Regions from separate parts of the Mus musculus genome. Here region 1 is linked to region 2. The links are chromatin contacts, called in public promoter capture Hi-C maps. All regions are on one chromosome and are shown on one strand. Each heading gives the region's core, a stretch centred on a gene start, on an enhancer-like site or on the middle of the called end of the contact. The rest is flanking DNA. Distances are from core to core; before and after follow the strand shown.

Evidence for each region. Capture Hi-C pulls out chosen DNA fragments and counts their contacts.
Region 1: a promoter capture Hi-C map of pancreatic islet shows a contact between it and region 2. The contact joins the promoter of Sycp2 here to the promoter of Phactr3 in region 2. A contact is called at or near these places in 1 of 39 promoter capture datasets (pre-B cells), 1 of 115 datasets of contacts at active chromatin or transcription factors (embryonic stem cells) and 2 of 9 other capture datasets (adipose tissue and pancreatic islet).

Annotation. Positions count from the first base shown.
Region 1 is chr2:178,402,438-178,409,045 of GRCm38.p6, reverse strand. It overlaps Sycp2 (synaptonemal complex protein 2), which reads left to right and starts at 1,388. Exons shown (of 44, transcript NM_177191.3): 1 at 1,388-1,499; 2 at 4,340-4,398; 3 at 5,245-5,388; 4 at 6,204-6,332. The coding sequence starts at 4,375.
Region 2 is chr2:178,140,269-178,147,124 of GRCm38.p6, reverse strand. Phactr3 (phosphatase and actin regulator 3) reads right to left here and starts at 5,192. Exons shown (of 13, transcript NM_028806.2): 1 at 4,626-5,192. The coding sequence starts at 4,740.

The sequences.
Region 1 (6,608 bases), core at 139-2,638, 270 kb before region 2:
GTTTTGTTTTAATTAGGATCTCCTTGGACCTGTAATTCCAGCCATTCAGGAAACTGAGGCAGGAGGATCTCAAGTTCAAGTTGCCCACCTGAGCACCTTAGATCCTGTCTCAGAAAGTATAAAGAAAGCTGGAAATATAAATCAATGGTAGACCACTTGTCTGGCATGCATGAGACTCTCAGTTCAGTGAGGAGTGGGTTCAAAATTCAGTTTAACAAGGCACAAAGTTGGAATGATGTTTGTAATTCTAGCTAAGCCAAAGGTAGAAACGCTGTAGGTTTTATTCTGTGATTTGAACACACACACACAAACATACACACACACTTTTTTCAAGCACATTCCAAAGCATAATTAAATCAGAAAGGGGTGCTGGCCACTGAGCATCACAGCTGTCATCTTCATGAGAGCAGCTGTTACTATTGTTATGACTTGAGAAACATTGACCTGTTGACTATTGACATTCCTTCAAAGAATTGGGTGCAGTGGTCACTGGGCTGTCAGCTGATTCTCTCCCTCTCCAGCTAGATGTAATTCTGCGGTAATTGCACTTGGCTCGTCGGCTTGGGTGCTGCTAGGGTATATAAGGGGTGGAAGGGTGCCTCAGGGAGTGTAGCATCTCTGCTGGTACAACTATGGGGAAGCCATCATTAATCATCCATGCTGGGCTTAGGTTATCCGGTGATACGGCCGCTTCGATGTCACTTGCATCCTGTAAGGAAGCCGGGCAAGGTCTGTTATTTAAGCTAGACATGGGTGGAACCCTGCCTTTGGGCTGTCATTGGAGCTCTATGTGGGGTAAGTAGACATTAGATCTCATGCCCCAGGAACAGCTAAGGATGCATACCAACCACAACTGAGGGGCACACTAGCAAAATCATCTGCTTTATGTATTTTTAAACAACCATTGCCTTTTTAGATAAAAAATAAAGATACTAATAATAAATACCATTTTAAACTTTGATTTGGCACCACCTATATCAATATTTAACTCTCTTCACGTGAAGCCATGGAGTTTCCACTAGATCATAGGATAACCGAAGGGTTGAATAAAGCAGTTATTGTCTGTCACGGCAATGCAAAGCAGGCAGCATCGTGCATGATGGTGAAATTTGTCAAAAGACGGGGCCACCATGTTATAAATTTAGGGCACAGGGAAAATGGAGGCGCCACAGCACTCCCCTATGGCCTGGGCATGAGGATTGCCTAGTTGAGGGGTGGTGGAGTCCCACAGTGACTGCAGGTTCTCCTAACCGCCATGTTTCCTCCCTAGGTGGAACTGGCACGGCACAGCGCCCCCTGCTGGCAGGCGGTTCCCCAGCGCAGCATCACCACTCTGGGCGGGGCTCAGAATAGGAAAGCAGCTGGAGAGCCCTACAGACTGCTTTCCATCACTTCCGGCTGACCCATCGTGGACAGGGCAGGGGTCATCGGAAGTGGGGCAACCGACCGACCCTTCCCAGAAGCGCTGCGTGTGCGCCCACAGCCTAAAGTGTCTGCGGGTAAGGGGCGTGGCCTGGGTGGCTGGCTGGCTCTGATTGGGCGAGCGCTTCCCACTTTCCGTTGGCGCCCGGGAGGCGAGGAGGCGCCATTACTCGACGGCCCTTGCGGGCGGAGGCGGTTGCCAGGTTGCGGTGTGCTGCGCTGTAGGTGGGGCAGGTCAGCGGGGTGGCCGTGATGAGGACACGCGGTGTGGGCGGCACTGGTCACGCCAATCCAGGGCAACCATACAGGGAGGAGTTTGTGAGGAGTTTGTGAGGCGCGAGGCCCCGGCGGCCTGGGCTGTGGTAAAGAGCGTGACCACGTGGCTGCGCCTGGAGTCGGGGGAGGCCTCAGTTTAGTCCTGACGGAGTCCCCAAGTCCCTAAGCATGCGCAGTGTGTGTGCTGGGGGCGGGGCGGGCACCAGGGGCTTGGCCTCAGGGGCTTCCTCGGCGCTCTTGGTTGGCCTCTAGTACCTGGAAGGCCATGTGGGTCCGGTCCCTCAGCCCGGATGAGGACCCACCTCCCTCCCCCAGCTTTGTCAGGGGACTGCGCGCGCATGTGCAAAGCCTGCTCACGTGTGCAAGCTTTGTGCGCATGTGCTTGAGTGTTGGCTTAACTCATGGGTGTTCTGCAATGTCCCTTGTGTCTCCCTACTTCTGAGTTGCTCTGGGATCAGTCGTCCTATAATCATCGGGCCATGCTGAAAGCCTGCTAGTTGGACCCAAGCCTGTTTGGGAAAAGTTCGGTGCTTCCTTTCCTGGTTCATTTATGAGCGCCATAACGAACTTTTAAAAGTCTTCCCCAGGGCAGGAAAAAGCTTTGTTTAGCTTCCCCTTTGACTTGTACATGGTTGGCTTATTTGACAGGTAGCACAAAAGAACTGGTTTTGAAAGCTTTGTTGAAGTCAGCATTCATGTAATGTGCTGAGTGCGTATGTAACCAGGTTATCTCCCCCCCCACCTTTAAAAATCCAACTATATAGATACTAAAATTTCCTTTTCCTTGGTTGGCTCCTTTGTACAAAGGAAGACTAGAAAATAGAACCATCTGGCTAGCATAATATATTTTTTGGCCATAATTATTCTGTGCTGTGTGTAGATGGCTCAGAGCACTTGGGGGAAATTGCATTACTTCCAATTGTTTTAGTTGTGAAACATTATCACAGGGTTGCACTGAACAGCTGCTGGCCCCAAGGAAACGATACACGAGATGTCTACAATATATTTTAAGTGTCAACTGTTTTAAATCACATTTTCAAATTGGAAATGAAATAAAATGTTATGGATTTCAATTTCATTGATATACTTTAACTGCAGTAAAATGTAAAAGGGGATATAAAGGTAGTTTTATGACTAATGGCAAAATATCTACTCTGAATGTATTCACTATGGATATTTGATAGTGGGCTGGTGATTTTTGGATAGGTAATAAAGACCTACTTAATTTATAAATCAGTATATTTTATATATTCTCATTTTCTAACAACCACTGTTAAATAACCACTTTTTAACAATCATTAGGATTGAAACAATACATACTTTCAAAGTATGTTAAATGAGTATATTTTCATAGAAACATGTATTTTTTAATATTTTCTGCCATATTAGATTTTCCTTAGAATTAACTATTGGCCTTATGTAGTAATCTTAAAATGCCTAAGCAATTTAACATTTTTAATAAATGTTACTCTACTTTGTAGTAATGAGCTTACCCAATATTCTAATGGTTGCTTGCTAGCCAACTGCTACAACAAAGATTTTTCTATGAGGTAATTTAAGATAAAAGAGGCTCTATTAAAAAAAAGAAAAAAGTTTATGATCTGGAAGAAGGTAGCCTGGAGATAAAATGATTATGTGTCTGAGGCTAGCTTGTAAAAAGGAAGCTCTTTTCTTTTCCAAAGCTCTCTTTTTTTCTTTTGGTAAGTTTTACTCCCCATTCCTACATTTTTTCTCGCTGTTGAAATAAATAATCCATGTTCATAGATCTAGTATGTGAATTCTTCTACCCTTTTATTTTTAGCACATACACAGATGTCCTTTACAGAGTTTAGCTTGCTCCTGTGAGTATTTTAATTTCTCACAAATACTCTCTAGAGGGATCATCTATGTCTTATTTCACTTTTCATTTTACCCTGTTTTGAACAGGGTCTTGTGAGATAAAGACTGGCTGATTAAACTACATGTTTAAATATTCAGTTGCATTCTGTGAACATTGCTTCTGTTTACCTAATTTCTCCCTACCATACCAACAAAGGCAGAGGTTTTTTTTTTTTCCTGAAAAAAAAAACCAAAAAACTGCTGATAGTGGCAGTGCTACAATAAATATTAAGTATTCTTTTTATACTTTTAGGTTTTTGTAAAATGTATACCTAGAAATGGAACTACATGTTATAGAACATAGACAAAATTTTTGCCTATCTGCTCTACTTTTTTCAAAGTACAATTATTGATACCCATTGTTTTCTATTTTTCATATTAACAGACTTTTTAGTTTTTGCCATCCTAGTAAGTGTTGGAGCTGGTTGTTTTAGTTAGAACTTCTGTTATAGGGGTAGCATCTTGTCCTTCTATTAGCCACTTTATTTTCAAGTTTCTCCTTTTCTGAGTGATTAGTGTTCTTTTATCTTTTCCACTTTTATACTTTTCTCCTTGGTTTCTCAGTTCTTCAAAATTGTTTTAATGTATGTCTTAGGAGCAAAACTAGACATTTTTATGATAAAATATACAATTTAAAGTATATGTAAAAAGGGTTAAGAAACTATTCTATTTGGTATAAGAACACTGAATATCATGTTTTAAGAGTTTAAACTGTAAACATATTGAACACATGATAAGATATATAAAATGTTTTCTCTCATAGGTGTTTGTCTTCTCCTATTCTTAAATGAGTTCAAAATGCCAGTGAGACCAGACCTCCAAGTATGTAGTTCCTAGACCACAAACATGCATTTTAACCACTAAAATAACTTTTGTGTACTTACATATATCTGCTGGTATATTTTTAGTAATTTAGTAAAATTTAATGCTTTATGAAATACTCAAGAGTAATAACTTAAATATGGTTTTATTTATTAAAATATTTTTAAAGTATGTTAAAAACATAAAATATCAAAAATATTGATTTATTTATTTACCTGTGCTTTCAATATTGAAAATAGTCATTCACAGATTAACATACCTGGAAATTCAGATCAAAGTTGTAAATTGTCTGATCCTTACATTTATATACATGCAGTTTACACTAAGTCTGTTCAGTGATCAGACTGCAGACTGAAAGCTTCCTTATGCTGTTCTGTAATAGAGGGCAGAGCAGGTTTGATAAAAGTCATATACTTATCAAATATTTATATTGAAATATAATTTTTAAAAGGATAAACTTACCTTTATGCAGTTTAATTTTTAATATCATGAAGTTTGTACTCAGATATGCTAGGATTTTGCATGGAATTAAATATGGTTTCTATAATGTTTTTATTTTTCATTTAGTTTGTGATTTTGAGTTGATAAAGTTTGTGATTTTATTTGAATTGATAAAGATACAAATATAAATTGGGAGCTTGTAATAAAATATTTTCTACCTGAAATTATTACTATAGAAAATCAGTTACTCTGAATAGTGGTATTTTTTGAAAAATTTTTAAAAAACTATAAGTATTTTATGAGCTGATTTTATTATTTTCATTCAAAAACTCTTCTTTGGTAGCTCAGTTGCATAGAGTGGCTAATTTTGATGGAATATCTATGTTATTAAATATATCTCTCCAGCAGTTAGAAAAGTGTATTGATGATGCTTTGAGAAAAAATGACTTCAAACCTTTGTTGGCACTTTTACAAATTGATATTTGTGAAGATGTGAAGATTAAATGCAGCAAACAATTCCTCCGCAAGTTGGATGACTTAATATGCAGGGTAAATACTCATTTTTATTTAATAGCTCCTAAAATTGTTACATATGATTTTACCTTCTAGGAAGAAGGGCTACATCCAAAACATATAAACAGAGAAAGCCTTGGACATGATTATTTCAAATGATTTAAATGTTTTATCAACATGTGCTTATTATTTGAGGCTTCACAACACATTGAACTCTTGTTTCTAAAGTAAAATGTATGAAATCTGTGTTTCAAAGGCTACCATTATTAATCTGAGGGAACAGATTACCTATAAACAATTTCTTTTTAGACCATATTTGCAGTGATAGAGTACTTAGTGATTTCAAAAATAAAGCAAACACAAAACATTTCTGAAATTTATATTTAAGAAGAGATAACTGCATACCAGCCCCGGGTATCCAAGATTGCCAATGAGTCATTGGTTGAATAAGAATTTGTAATCTATTTGTGTTTGCTCATGCCTGTATATCTAGCACATGGGATGCTGAGGCAGGGGGAGTGCCACAAGTTGTAACTCTGTCTCAGCTACAGAATGAGACCTTGTCTCCAAAATGAAGTCTTAACTTTAACTCTTTAAAATGGAAGGAGAAAACTGCTTCCATAGACTTTCTAGATTTTATGGAGGTGACTATTTGCTATTGCCACTAGCTGGGTGGTTTGGGACAACTTGCTTTACTAAGCCATTCTTCTCATCCTTTCCATTACAAGGATGTTGAGAATGGCTCCCTTTTCAGATATATGAAGATTGTAAATGAATGGTGTTTCCTGAACAATGTTTATTCCATTCTACTTTTTATTTGCAGCAGTTTAAATATGCACATTTCATTTTAGGAACTTAATAAAAAGGATATCCAAACTGTTTCAAGCATCTTGATATCTATTGGAAGATGTAGCAAGAATATCTTTATATTGGGACAAGCTGGACTTCAAACCATGATAAAACAAGGATTAGTCCAAAAGATAAGTACTTTTTCATAGGAGGGAAAGCTGATTAAGGTGCAGTTTCTATTTTTAAAATGTCCTGCTACTAAATGCAAACTTAGAAACTTTATGTAGAACTTTTGAGAGTAAATATTTTTATGAGTATAAGGTAAAGGTTCAGAAGGAAACTATACAAGTTCCTTGACGACCATGTGAATTTAGGATCACAGGATGCCAATGGAACTTTATTTGAATGATTTTCTGTTGACTAACTCATTTAGGTTGTTTACTGTCTGACATCTACACTAAAATATA
Region 2 (6,856 bases), core at 3,943-6,442:
AGGTGTTAAGACCGACTGTCCCATGATGAAACTGTGATAAAGAGAACATTCTAACCAGCTGGAGCTTCTGCCCAGCTATAGGAGGAATGGACCATGGAGGAAGCAGGCACCTCGTCCAGAGTCTACAGGGCTGTGCCTCTCCATCAGTCTGCAACAAGGCAAAGGTGACCCACTTCCGTAGAAGATAGATAGCTGTAAGTTCCTCCTGGATCATTCCCACCTGGCCTATGCCAAACCTCATCAGTTGATAAAGGATAAAGGTCAGGGGGTCACTCCATACCCTAAAATCACAGGATGGCCCTGCCACACAGAGAGACCCTGACCACCACAGACAAGATCACTGAGTGGAGAAGACTTGGTTGGAGGTACTGCCTCATTATACAAATGGTCCCTCCATGTTAAAGCCTGAATGAAGGTCCATCTGAGGCTACGCGAAAACACTCCAAAAGGCATTACAAGTGGCTGTGGGCTGGTCTGTGGTCCTGGCATCTGGAGCCCAAGGAGATGAGCTTCAAGTGGGCAAAGGGGAGACCGAGAGTAGCACAAGGACACACCTGGAAGAACGAACAAGGCGGGAGAACGCTGGAGATGGAAATATAAAGACAGCATGGGGTGCAGGGGGTGACCAGAAACCTGACAGCTCAAGGAGAAAGAGCTGGATTCCCTGGGGACTCTGAGATCCTTGGAAGGAGAGACGCTTGTAGGAACACTCCATGGCTTGTTGCAAGTTTCATTCTGGAAGAAAACCTCACCCCGGATTAGGTACAAAGTACAATTTACAAAAAGAACCCTGCAAATTGCAGAAGGAGCCATGACTGGAGCTGAGACATTGACACACAGGGACAACCAACTTGGGGGAAGTAACTTGAGCCCTGCAAGCCGGTCCACGGCACAGAGGGGGATGCTGAGAAACTGTACAAGAGGAAGCCACAAGAACACGCTCAGTGCAACTGAGGAATTGCAAGTTATCACAGATCCCATTTGTCACCCTTCGTGCTAAGAAACACAAACTCATGACCTGGGGTATTGGCAAGATTTGGGGCAGAAGGTAGTGTCACCGTCTGCAACAGCTCCCGTAAGAAGTGTGAAACAGTATATACTGAGCAGAAAGGGCAATGTCATCACCGTAACAAGTGTGGACTCCTATGGCTCGGAGATCCCATGAGCTGGCATCCGGCTATCATAAGAGCACTAATCAGACTTTGCTCAGGACACCAGCACCATGTTATCCACCATGGGTAAACACGGGACACAACACAACTCCTCACAGCTAAACTAGAAAGCACATTCCTCAGACTATCGCTGCATGACTGCTTACAGAGAGGAGGCGGCTGGGAAATGCTGTCCTCTGAGTACAACAGGTATTATCTCTGTCCCATCTACTGGGACTATCTGCAAAAGACCCCTGAGGTCAGGTGCATTGACTGCAAAGATTCTCTTACAGAGGAGGGGCTAGAGGGCTAATGAACTCCGACCTGAGATCCCAGCCCCTCCTCTCCTCCTCTCCCTGTTAGTTGTATATAATTCTGTCCTACGTCCTTAATGAAATGTGACCTTGTAGCCTTGGGAAGTGCTACAGTATATGAGACCATGGAGGGGTAAAGAACTCCATTCATCCACCCTGGACGGTTGGCCATGCAGTTGTTATCCATGCTGGGGTTAGATCCTCTGGTAGTGGAGCTGTTTTGAAGTTGCCGACATTCCCGTAAGTAGCCACTCATCTATGTTCTGTAAGGAAACCCAATAAACTCTCAGGTTTTTCCATATTAGATTTTGATAGAATTGTGTCTAGATCAGTCATTGGTTTTCTAGAGGGAAGGACTAGCCATTCAGTTACATCTCCTCAGGGCGAGAGTTCTCTAAACAGACATAGACACAGTGGTATGGTAAGCTCCCCATAGCCAAGGCAATTAGATCACACAGTGAAGACTTGCCCACATGCCACACCCCTGTGGCTGTTTTCCACCCATCTGGTCCTGTATCAGGAAGGGAAGAGCAAATATCAGAGTGGGGGACTACAAGGTAGTACTGATGGGGAGAACGAGGGGCCAAAGCAGCCTGAGCTTGGTTTTCCAAGAACGTTTTTGAGATTTGACTAAGAGAATGTCGTTAAATTCAAAATGCCTTGAGGAAGGGTAAAAGCAATTTAGGACTGTTTTATAAAAACAAAGACTCTAGATGGAGGTAGGCCATTCTTCTATGTACCTGAATCTGGCCATTGTGCCGCTACTGGCTGGGTTCAGCATTCAGGAGTGCCCAGCTAGAGCAGCAGGTAGCCAGAGGGAAGGGAACCTGCATGGAGGGTCAAATGAAGGGCTGTGACAAGAACTGACTAGAACATCAGACTCTCTGGAAGCCCTGGCACATCCCAGGCAGTCAGGTGGTACATCACATTTAGCTTGTCTCCCACAACCTTCCACATATGCAAGCACCTTCCACACCCCACCCTTACTGTTTCAGGTTTGTGGATGTCTCTCAACCTGAAGATTTTCTCTTTGGCCAGAACTCCACTGCTGAACACAATCCACAGATGCTCAATACCTGGCCCTACAGTTCATAGAGTTTTAGACTTTTCACTCCCCCATAGCTGCTCGCTTGGCTCCATTCTAACCATTCTAACCTGTCGACGGCTCCAGCACATGTCCTCCCATGCTAGATTTCATCCTGGGCGTCGGAGCCCTCCTCCCTGCTCCCTCGTGGACAGATAGCAGCCCACCTGCCAAACCTGTTACTGCCTCCCACGGATGCATCAGCTCATGGACAGCCAAAGAGCTAAATCCACCATCATTTCAAGTTTGCCTCTTTTTACTGCCAAAGAGACAAAGGAGTGGAAGTAGTTGTCTGGTAAGGGACCATTCACCTTCCACAGTATCTCTGAGAGCTAGGAAAGCTATCTGCCATGGGTGTTACACAGGACTAAGGGAAGACTTCATTAATGACTTAAGGGTCTGCTTGCTGCAGCCTGCCCTGGAAACTATGGAAATCAACTTGCCCTCCTAGAGTCAGGGACTCCCTCTCCTGGCACATTGAGGTGAGCAGATGTGACTGACTCTGCCAAAGTCCTAACAAAGACATCTTATAAGACTCGGTGGGTTTATGGCTTAAAATTTCCATAACAGGTCCTGGTACCCACAGAGCTACTTTATTTTTGTTTATTTATTTATGTTGGTTATTGCATTTTATTTACATTTCAAATGTTGTTGCCTTCCTGGTTTCCCCTCCACAAAACCTCTCATCCCATCCCCACTGCCCTTTACCTCTATGAGGGTACTCCCCTATCCACTCCCCCCCCAATTCCCACCTCACTACTCTAGCATCCCCCTACACTGGGGCCTCCACAGGACCAAGGAGCCATGGCTCCCTCCATATGTACTCTGTAGTTGGTGGTTTAGTTCCTGGGAGCTCGTGGGGGTCCAGTTAGTTGATATTGCTGTTCTTCCTGTGAGATTGCAATCCCCTTCAGCTCCTTCCGTCCTCCCCCTCACTCTTCCACTTTGGGTCCCTCAGAGCTACTTTTTAAAAGGGGGTTTTCTGGGCAGTATAGCTCTTATGGAATCTCTCCCTACAAAGGCAGTCTTTGCTGGCCCCTGGGATTTAATGCCATTATTTAACAATCATTTAACACCATTCAGCCCCCATTCATGAGTCCTTGGATTTAAAGAGAAGTGTACAAAGGAAGGCAAGGCAAGGTGTTATCAAACAGCAACTAAGAGGGATTGCACCTCATGAAGACACAGAACTGAGCCCCTCCACTTGACACACACACCAGCTCTGATTTTTTTTTTTTTTTTGAAAGATCCATTTCAGAAGCTCTGACTTCTCCCCAGAAGTGAAAATTGCCTTCTGGTGGAGAAAGGTTTTAATGATCACTTTGCTTCCTGCGTCTCCATGGTGACAGAGCACACAGCCCACCCCCTCCTGCTTCATTAGGCCTTTCTTGGTCCCAAGGAAAGTCATCAATCAAGCCACATAGATGCCTCTGTGACCTGTTTATCACCTAAACAATCCACATTGCCTTGAATGTGGAAGAGTGGACACAGAGCAGAAAGAAACCCCGGCAATGCCCGTTGGCCTCACACCCTTCATTTCCCCACAGCAGCTCTGTCCAGCACACCTGTCCCGGGAGGCGGGCGCGCCCAGGTGCGCCAGACCTGGCTGGAGTCCTGGTGCCCATTGACAGCCTTGGGCACGGTGGCTGCAGGAGTGTACTGCTGCCCTGATCCTTCGGGTGGGGACCCTGTACAGGACCATAGAAGGGCCTGGACAGAGGGCAGAGTAGGCACCAGCCCTGGGCGGAGGTGACACGAAGACCCTTCCACTGGTCAGTCAGCTGCCCACCATGGCACTCCCTACTGGGGGTTCAAAGACCAGCAGCCAGCCAACAGAGCACACTGCAGAATACCTAGCTCTACCAGCAAAGCGGTTCCTCTCTGGACAAAGGGCTCCGAGGCAGCCCTGTTTGCTGGGGACAGGAATCACGGGCCCTCGTGGCACCTGAATCGGATCGCTGTCCCCCCCAGTAAAGGCGGGGGCGGGGGGAGCTGTGGCGCGTGGGGACATGGTCCCCATGCCACCTGCCTCGTGTCTCCCCCACCCCGCCTGGCCGCCCCCGCCGGGCCCAGTACCTGGGTTCTCCCCGGCGTCCGTGGAGGTGGCTGAGGAGTCGCTGAGGAAGCTGGGGTCACTCTGCGAGCGGCCCCGCGACACAAGGCAGCTGCTGCCGTCCTCGGATGCGGCCATGGGAAAGGCGACGCAGGGGCAAGTTGGAGGGAGATGCGGAATCAGAGCATCCTAGGCGGCCAAGGTCACCGGCGAGGGGGCTGGAGAGGGCGTCTTTTTTAAAAGGAAAAGCAAAAGGGACCAGGAAAGAAAAAGAACGGAGGAGGACGCCAGGCTGGCTTCAGGGTGGGGAGACAAAAGCCTTGCAGGCTGCAGCCAGGCGCATCCCGGCTTGCGCGGCCTCGCTTTGTTATTTATTCGTATTTATTCCCATTCTTCTGCTTATATTCCAGGGGAAAAAAAAAAGTTGAACCAGGAAATAAAAACTTTTTCTTGTCAGTGTTTATGGCGTGCTTGGGGCTGGGGGAGATGTCCAGGAATGTCTGGGGGTGCTCCCTCCCCCCACCCCACCCCCCACCCCCCCGAAAAAAAGGGAAAAAGGAGAATCTTTGCTCTTGCAATTGCTTTAATCTGAAAGCTGTTCTTGGAGCATCTGTTGGAAAACATTAGGATTCTCCCATCATGCCATGGGAGGAGCATGACGTCACGAAGCTGGGAGTGAGAATGAGTGGTGATGGGGAGGGGTCTCAAATACCTGGACTGTCAGAGGCCGGGGAGACATATGGACTGGATCGTAGGTTATGATCCGCCCACCACCATACCTGGGGCTCTAGGACAGAAAGCAGCCACATGCCCTCTCCCCCCTCCCCAGTCTTTCCTCCCACCCCGCCCTCCACCAACAGGAAAGGAGGAGCCCTGAGGCGAGGGCGGTGCCTCCCTTGAAGGCACTCTCCAGGCAGATCCTGGCGGCTGGTTTTCCTGGCCCTCCTCTTGGAGATGGTTATGACATGGTCTTCCCTATGCTCACCTATCCACAACGAAAAGGGGGCAGCATCAAGTGCCTGGTCAGGACCTGTGGGGCACTACTCTCTTCCCCTCTATCCATTCCTTAGCCCATAGGCATAGGTGCCTGTCAGGGAGTTTCACCTTTAAGGAAACTGAGGGGACCAAGGACTAGAGGGAACAGCAAGGAAGTTCCCTCCCCCTTGCCTAAGGAAGCCTTTCTCCCTTTCCTAGGAGGAGCTTGGAGGTGAGCTGGCAACTCCTCTCCCCTGCAGTGGGAAAAACTAGGAAAGGAAAGTCTTATAAGGGTCGGGGACCTTGCTGTGTCACCTCGCTGGGTTGGAAGATGCCCAGGGGATACTGCAAGAAATAGGAAAAGTGCTTAGACTTCACTCTTGGGCAGATGATGGCTCAAGTTCCAAAATAAAGTTCTAAAATTCAAAGCAGCATAGAAAACCCACTCTTTCTGATCACTGGGCACACACTAGGCAGGAGAGCCTTAAATTGTAGACTAGGTCATTCTCAGACCCTGGCTGGCACACACATTGTAAGGATGTGGCTTCCTGGTTGGTGTGCAGATCCCTGTCCAAGAAGTTCCCGGCCTCAGTAATCTGGAGTGGGAGCTCAATCTCCTCTTCTTTCCCTCCCTCCCTCCCTCCCTCCCTCCCTCCCTCCCTCCCTCCCTCCCTCCCTCCCTCCCTCCCTCCTTTCCATAAACTCTCTGGAATAAATGAACTAGATGCACCTCAAGACTGAGCAGGAGACCACCCTTCATGGTGGTCCAAAAACACAAGCAAACCAGCCATCTGTCAACTGATTAGTGTCATATGGTGGCTCCCACCTGTAATCCCCACATTCCAGAGGCTGACTGGGGTGGAATTCATGACTTTGGAGCCACCCCAGCTAGGGGCTAGACAGTGAAAACCTATCTCCAAGAAAAAGAGTGAGATGTAAGCATCGTGGCAGGCCAGGAGACACACGCACGAGAGAAGACAGCATGAGATGTTCTCTCTCTTCTGACCCCATTGCAAAGAGGCATTGAAGGATAAAAGTGAGGCTTTGTGGGTGCCCAGGACAGGGCAGTGAGCAGAACAGGAAGGAGATTATAGCCAAATGGGTGCACGGTTTCCTTGAGGTAACCCCAGATACTCAGGATAATCTAAAATTGGCCTGTGGGAACAGTTTCCTGACTCTACATTCACTAAAAATCCACAGACGTCTACATGCTACAGGGGTGAGCTTTGTAGTACGCCAGTTATTTTAGAAAAGTTTTCTTTTTTCCTTTAAAATGTGC